Linked DNA regions of Mus musculus: region 1 is linked to region 2. Evidence: chromatin contacts called from public promoter capture Hi-C data. All regions are on one chromosome and are shown on one strand. The core of a region is the stretch at or near the end of the contact, and the rest is flanking DNA. Distances in the headings are between cores, read along the strand shown.

What was found. Promoter capture Hi-C pulls out the DNA fragments that hold promoters and counts their contacts.
Region 1: a promoter capture Hi-C map of pre-B cells shows a contact between it and region 2. The contact joins the promoter of Utp11 here to the promoter of Zfp69 in region 2. A contact is called at or near these places in 1 of 39 promoter capture datasets (pre-B cells) and 1 of 484 Hi-C or Micro-C datasets (B cells).

Annotation. Positions count from the first base shown.
Region 1 is chr4:124,691,689-124,695,354 of GRCm38.p6, reverse strand. Utp11 (UTP11 small subunit processome component) reads left to right here and starts at 1,801. Exons shown (of 8, transcript NM_026031.3): 1 at 1,801-1,915. The coding sequence starts at 1,853.
Region 2 is chr4:120,950,046-120,953,430 of GRCm38.p6, reverse strand. Zfp69 (zinc finger protein 69) reads left to right here and starts at 1,743. Exons shown (of 6, transcript NM_001384119.1): 1 at 1,743-1,987.

The DNA of each region.
Region 1 (3,666 bases), core at 552-3,051, 3.7 Mb before region 2:
CAGAGTTTTCCCTCACACATGTGGACCTAACTGGGCAAAAAAAGATCAAGTGTAGAGGCAGGAAAGAGACTTTTTGTACTGTGACCTTTTTCATATCCACTTGTCCCCTGGACTCTCTGAAGAGGGCTTCCATGTGTTCTTCAGTAGGAGAGACTTTACCAGGGTCAGGTAAAATGGATGCAATTAAAGAGTCTGGAAGCCTGTGTCGTGGTACATGTCTTTAATCCCAGCACTTGGCAAGTGGATGTCTGTGAATTCGAGGCCAGCCTGGTCTACATTGTGACTTCTAGGACAGCTAGGACTACATTGTGACATCCTGTCTCAATAAAACAAAAACAACAAGGAGCTGGCTGAAGATTAGTCTCCCATAGTGGAAAAGATTCCAAATGCCAACAGATGAAAACATACGGGGGTGGGGTGGGGGTGGGGGTGGAGGGTGGCAGGCATGGGGGGGGGGAGAGCACAAACAAACCCAAACATTGCTGTGATGCTTGGCTGGGTCCAACTCTCTCTTGTGCTACTTAAAGGTAGCTTTAGTGGTGACAAAAATAACAGGATGGCTGGGCACACTGTCACACACTTGTAATCCCAGCTCTTTGCAGACGCAAGAGATCACTGTGAATCTGAGGCCAGCTTGATCTATGAGTGTCAGTGCAGCCAGGCCTACATAGCTAGACACTGCCTCAAAACATCAAACCTAATCAGACTAAGTCAACCCCAATAAAACAAACTAACAAAACAAAACAAAACAAAAACAGAAACAAATCAATTTTATTGTGAACCTGCTAACAAGTAAACCCAACATTAAGCACTGAAAACATATGTCTTTTAAACCTCAAAATCCTGAGGGTATAGTATTATTTTATTATTTTACAACTAGATGTGGATACCAAGCCTCAGCAAAACTAACTTTCCTTGGTTAAGAGCAGAGCTGGCACCAGAACACTCCCTCCACAGTTCGCGGCTCTCTATCCATCACATTAACTACCTTATGTTAAGTCGGCCAGCTAGACGCACAACTTTGATGGCTGTGAAGGACTCGGAACTTTATTGCTATTAGATGATTCTTTTCTACTCTGCTTATAGATACAGTTCTGCCACTCAGAGCCCTTGATACTCCTATGAGCAAGACCAGTCTGCTATTATTATGTTCGTTTTATGGGTGAGAAAAATGATGCTCTTTAAAGTCAAGCAATCAGCTCAGAGCCACGCAGCCAGAAGTCAGCTGAGGAGCCAAATATGGTTTTAAAGTACTCTTTCTAGTATACTGTAAGATTCACATTATTTCTAGTTTTTGGTTTGTTTGTTTTTGTTTTGTTTTTAGACTGCGATTTATTTTACTATGTAGCCCTGGCTGGCCTGGCAATCACTATGTAAGACCAGGTTAGCCTTGAACTTACAGAAAATTGCCAGCTTCTACCTCCAGAGAGCTGGGGTTAAAGGTGTGAGCCACGTTCTAGTTCTACTTAGAATCTTAACCCACACCAAGTCTCAGGTGACAGCACATGCGCACACGCAAGCCGAGCGTAGCCAGAGAGCAGTGCCAGCCATGTGTTCCCAGATGCCAACGTGCGGCCTGGAGCGAAGTCTAGGTCTCTGGACCAGTGGACGTTCTCTGCGAACCGAGAGCTGTGAAAGAATCCCAAGACTCTAGCTTTGGAAACTACATCTCCCAGAACCCTCCGATTCAGGCCGCTTGAGAGGGGCTGTATTTCCGGTAAAGCAGGCTTCTGATAGGCTGCATTGCAAGCCGCGTCTTGGGCCTGCTTCCGGTGTCTTGGCGGACGCGGCGGGGTGGGTAGTGCTGTCGTGGTGGTGGAGTTTGCTGAGCATTTCCTAGACCTCAGTAGGCATGTCGGCGGCTTTTCGCAAGGCAGCCAAGACCCGGCAGCGGGAACACCGAGAACGAAGCCAGGTAGGCCCTCGCAAGCCTCAGGGGCGCCTGCAGTGGCCCCCGCCCCCTCGCTGTCCCTGCATCCGGATACGGGACAGCGCATCTGCCTTCAGTCAATACCCAACACATGGGGCCTGACCCCAGCGTGCCTTGTCGGGGAGACCCAGGGACAGGGTAGGAGGATTGTCATTCTCTACGGTAGAGGGTCAGTGGGTAATTGAGTGAGGCAGGGTGTGCTAGAGGCCTTTCCCTGGGAACTTGAGACCAAAGTCAAAGGAATGTAACCGAGTGACCAGCGACAGTAGGCGCCTCACAACCGACGCATGCCCGGGTGTTCCTAAACTGGGCCCAACTTTTGGCATGGGATTTGCGGTTCGTGTAGATCTGTCATATGCTTCCCCCTAAAATCGTGGCACTTTCCTTATCCCTTCTGGAGAATGTCTTGACCATTTACAAACTTTGCTGGACCTCATAGCCCAGGTCTATAATGGCATCTACCCAAGAGGCCAAGGCAGAAGGATCCCAAAATCGGGGCCTGTCTGGGTCACTTAGACCTGACTCAAAAATCTAAAAAAATTCTAGACATAGGCCTCAATGGTGAACTGCTTGCCTAGCAAGTAAGGGCAGTAGGCGTAGTCCTTGGTAAGAAGAAAAAAAGGAGGGAAGTGGGGAGTTCCCCCACTTAATTTAGTTAGAATAAATAGGTGTGGATTTACTCAGGAGAATGTGTTAGGGTTTGGATATGCAATACAAATAAAGATGTATGCAGAATCACTTTATCCACTTTGCCATTCTCAGAAATTACATCATAACTGGTTCAAACAAGCTTTTAACAAGCCTTGGAGAGAGGGCTTAGCCGTTAAGAGTACTCGGCTGCTCTCTCAGAGTTCAAATCCTAGCACTCACATTGTGGGTTCACAAATAGCTTTAACTCCACTCTAGGAATTCCACCACCCCCTCTGGCCTCCATAGGCCCTGCACTCACATTCATTCATATTCTTTATCTCTCTCTCTCTCACACACACACTAACTTTTTTTTTTTTTTTTTTGGTTTTTCGAGACAGGGTTTCTCTGTATAGCCCTGGCTGTCCTGGAACTCACTTTGTAGACCAGGCTGGCCTCGAACTCAGAAATCCGCCTGTCTCTGCCTCCCAAGTGCTGGGATTAAAGGTGTGCGCCGCCACCACTGCCCGGCCACACTAACATTTTTTAAATTAAAAGATTACTGAGTGTGAGTGTGTGAGCGGGTGTTTGTGGGAGCACATCCTGGGCCAGGGTTGTGATTTGTCCGACATCCTGACGTGGGTGCTGGGATCTGGAAGAGGAGAATCTGTGTTTAACTGTTAAGCCGTCTTTTTACTCCTCAAACAAATATTTTTTATTATTATTTTTCTTTTCTTTTTAAAGGCAAGAGGATCAATAGTTCAGGGAACGCATCAGATTTTAGGATGTTCTGGGCTCCATGAGACAGGATCTCAACAAAACAAAACAGGCTGGGAAAGTGGTGCAGCTAGCAGATGTGCTTGCCGCACAGCCTGGCAGCCTGAGTCAGACCCTCAGGACTCATTCACTAAGGGGAAGGAAAGAGTGGACTATTTTTTTTTCTTCTTTATTTTTTGAGATTATAGCTTCATTACAACGTTTCATCTTTCCCTTTGCGACCTCTATAAACACTCCCATGGACCACTGCTTGGTCTTTCAATTTCATGGCTTCCTTTTTTTTGAGAGTGGACTCTTTAAGATGTTGTCCTCTGTCCTCCACGTATGCCATG
Region 2 (3,385 bases), core at 494-2,993:
TTCTTTAAGGAAACAGTCATTTTTGCAGGTTGGTGCCACCATGAACTGGGGAGTTGAATATGAAGAGCCTTAGGCAGACTGAGTAGGCACCCTAACACCACATGGGACTATGCCCACAGCTTGCTTATCTTTAAGTCTGCACTCGACATTGTAACTGAAGGGAAGCCGGGTGCTTACAGTTATAATGCTGTCTGCTAAAGATGATGCCCCCCGCCCCCGTAACATGTAGAGTCAAAAACAAAACAAACAAACCTCCTTCCACATTAACAATCAGAGTGGGACTGTGGGGAACCAATGACTTGTGATGTATTATACAGGCATTTGAAGCCTACTCTGAATGACACCTGGTGTCTGTTCCAATCAAGAGTTAGCTAATTAGTTACTTAGTGCAGTAAGACTAACTGCTTAGCAAGACAGAAGTCAGCGGGTCCCTTAGATGGGGACACTGACAAACAGCTCATGAGATAAACTCAGAGCTTTAGTTCTGCCAACTCCAAAGATCTTCCACTCCTCTCAGGGGTGCAATCCCTTTTCCAGGAGCACCAGATGCAACTGTACAGTAGTGTTTAATAAACTCTCTACTGCCAATTTGTCTTTTTTTTTTTTGCAAATTAATTTACAGCCCAAGTGCCACTGTCTTCAACTCAATAGATAGAGATGACTTTGAACGAAGATCACAGCCAACGACACGAAATTTTTTTGCAGTTCATGAATTTTTCCCATGTTGTTTCACTTATCTTCCCCCATCCCAAACACACACAGACACACACACACACACACACACACACACACACACACACACACACACACACATTAAAGAGAACACCCAGCCCTTCGAGGTTCTACTCATGTGGAGAGGGTTTCCTATATCAGTCCCAAGTCCGCTCATTTTTCCCCCTCCCAGTCTCTATGTGCAGTATGAAAGGTCTGTTTTCCAGATAGCTGGGCAAAAGCCGCTTTCAACTTGGATTAACTTTCTGGATGCTGGTTTTCCAATTTTTGCTCTGGTAAGTGTTTACTCTGTCGTCATCTCTTCTGTATCTTCCAGTGGGCTCAGTTTTATTTTCTCAATGCCATATGTTTACTGAACTTTTAAAGAGATAAGTTAAATTGAGGAACTGAGGAAGGCTAACTCAGACACCAGACACTTCCCCTAGCTACAGGCACTCAGGAAACACGCCGTGAGAATATGGGAAGAAAGGGGTTCTACCTTCCAGGACCATGGGAAAATAAATTCCTATTGTTTAAGTCACCGGTGTGAAGTGTTTTTCTTTGGGGGTGGGAGGCAGCCTTAAGCAAACTAATACATGTCTTTAGGGACATTAAAAATACATATCCCGGAATTTTTTTTTTAAGTTTATTGTTTTCTAGGCCCCTGTTGCCTTTTGGATTGTCTATTTTTCTACTTATCGAATTCACCAGAATTAGGAGATTAGGAGAGAGCAGGAACTGCGTGCGATTTAAGGCTGCATCCTGAAGCCTTAAGAATGAAAGAATGACAGAGAAGCGGCTTCTCCAGGAAGACTCGCCGGGCCACGGGGTACAGGAGACCCTCAGCAGGGGCTGCCGGCTTCGCTGGACACCGCCCCTGGGTCTGCCCGGGCGGCTTCCGGCTTCCGGGATCTGGGTCGCGCAGCACCCGGGTGGGCGGAGCCACGGGCAGGGCGCTGACGCGAGCAGCGTGGGGTGGGCGGGTCCCGGGTGGAGGCGCGGGGACACGAACCGGGCTAGAGGGGCGGGGTGAAACGGCGGAGCTCGGGCATCTGAGCCGCAGCCGGCGCCGCAGGTCCTGGGCTGGGACAGAAGGCCGGGCAGGACGCCTGTGCGCGCGGAGCTCCGCTCCCGGGTGCGGCGGGTGAGAAGCGGGAGAGGCCGGTGTCCAGCCCGGAGGCCGACGGTGTCCTGTGTCCCTCGGAAGCCACGCTGCGCACTGGGCGCCGCGGTGTGAGCGTGGAAGGCTGGCGGGAACGGATCCGGAGATCCTCCGGTGAGTAGGCGACTCTGCTGCGGAGCTGCGAGCTCGACCGGGTGGCTGCCTGCGAAGTTCTGCCGATGGGTCGTTCAGCAAGCTTCTGGGATTGCCAGCTCCTTCGGAAGGAACAGCACAAAGTTTGCACTTAGTGACGAGACTTTTTACATAGTCGGGGCTATTTGCACCAACTCCGGTCTTTTTGGACAGGCAGTCTTTCACCTTTCCTCCTCTTCCCCCAGACTTCAAAGAGCAGTCCCCTCCCCGAGAGAGAGCTGCGTTTGGGTATCAGGTCCACTGAATCTGGTCCCAGTGTCCACAACTATTCATATGCTGAATGGGCGATTCAGATGATGGATTCGGGTTGTTTCCAAATTGCTGTTATGGTCAGTTCTGTAGTGGTTCTACTTGCACTTGACATACTATATTTCCTCCTCTCCAGCTCTGTGGGAGCACATAACCCTGCAGTTTTAATTGCATCTGAACCGGGGATTCGTTTCACCAGCTGTGCTGGGCATTTGGAGTGTGTGATGACGACTGTTGCTGCTGGCTTATGACAAAGCGCAGCCCTGTGAATTACTGTTTTATCAACTGAGATATTCAAGCTGAGCTTTCTAATTGTTTTCTAAAATAACTCTAAAACATGATGGCCACTGGGGCCCCGTAAAGGCTTTGGCAGACAGGTCTGATGCCCTGGTAAAAGGAGAGAACCAACTCTCAAAAGTTGGCATGTGACCTCCACCCCCATAAATAAACGCATGTGATTTTTTTTATTTTTAATTTTTTTTAAAGATTTATTTCTTTATTATAAGTACACTGCAGCTGTCTTCAGAAACCCCAGAAGACGGTGTCAGATCTCATTAGGGATGGTTGTGAGCCACCATGTGGTTGCTGGGATTTGAACTCAGGACCTTTGGAAGAGCAGTCAGTGCTCTTAACTGCTGAGCCATCTCTTCAGCCCGTGATTTTTTTTTTAAACTTTAAGATAATGTTTATTGTACAGCTTTAAAATAAAAAGGTCTTAATTGTTAACTTAGTAGACCTAACATTGTCTCAACACTGCATCCCTGTGCAGTAGTTAACATCCACATTTTATAGATGAGGAAACTGAAGGTCAGACTTGAAGTGCCTCAGGTCTCAGCTTTACATACAGGTCAGACATCAAAGAGCCTTCCTTGGCGCCAGCTCCAAATATGTAAGCAGGCAGAAGGGGCATGCAGCTTACAAGGTGGTCAGGTCAGGGCATGTGGACATTTGTACTTTTTTTTTTCCTTTGGTACTGGCGTCTTTGTATCTATGTGTTTAAAGTTGAGGGTTACTTCTGTATCCAGGACACTATTATTTCAGTATTGGTGCCGAATCTTCTAGGCCTTTTTGCAGCTATAAAGACAGTTCTGGACTTCTGGCTGTATGATG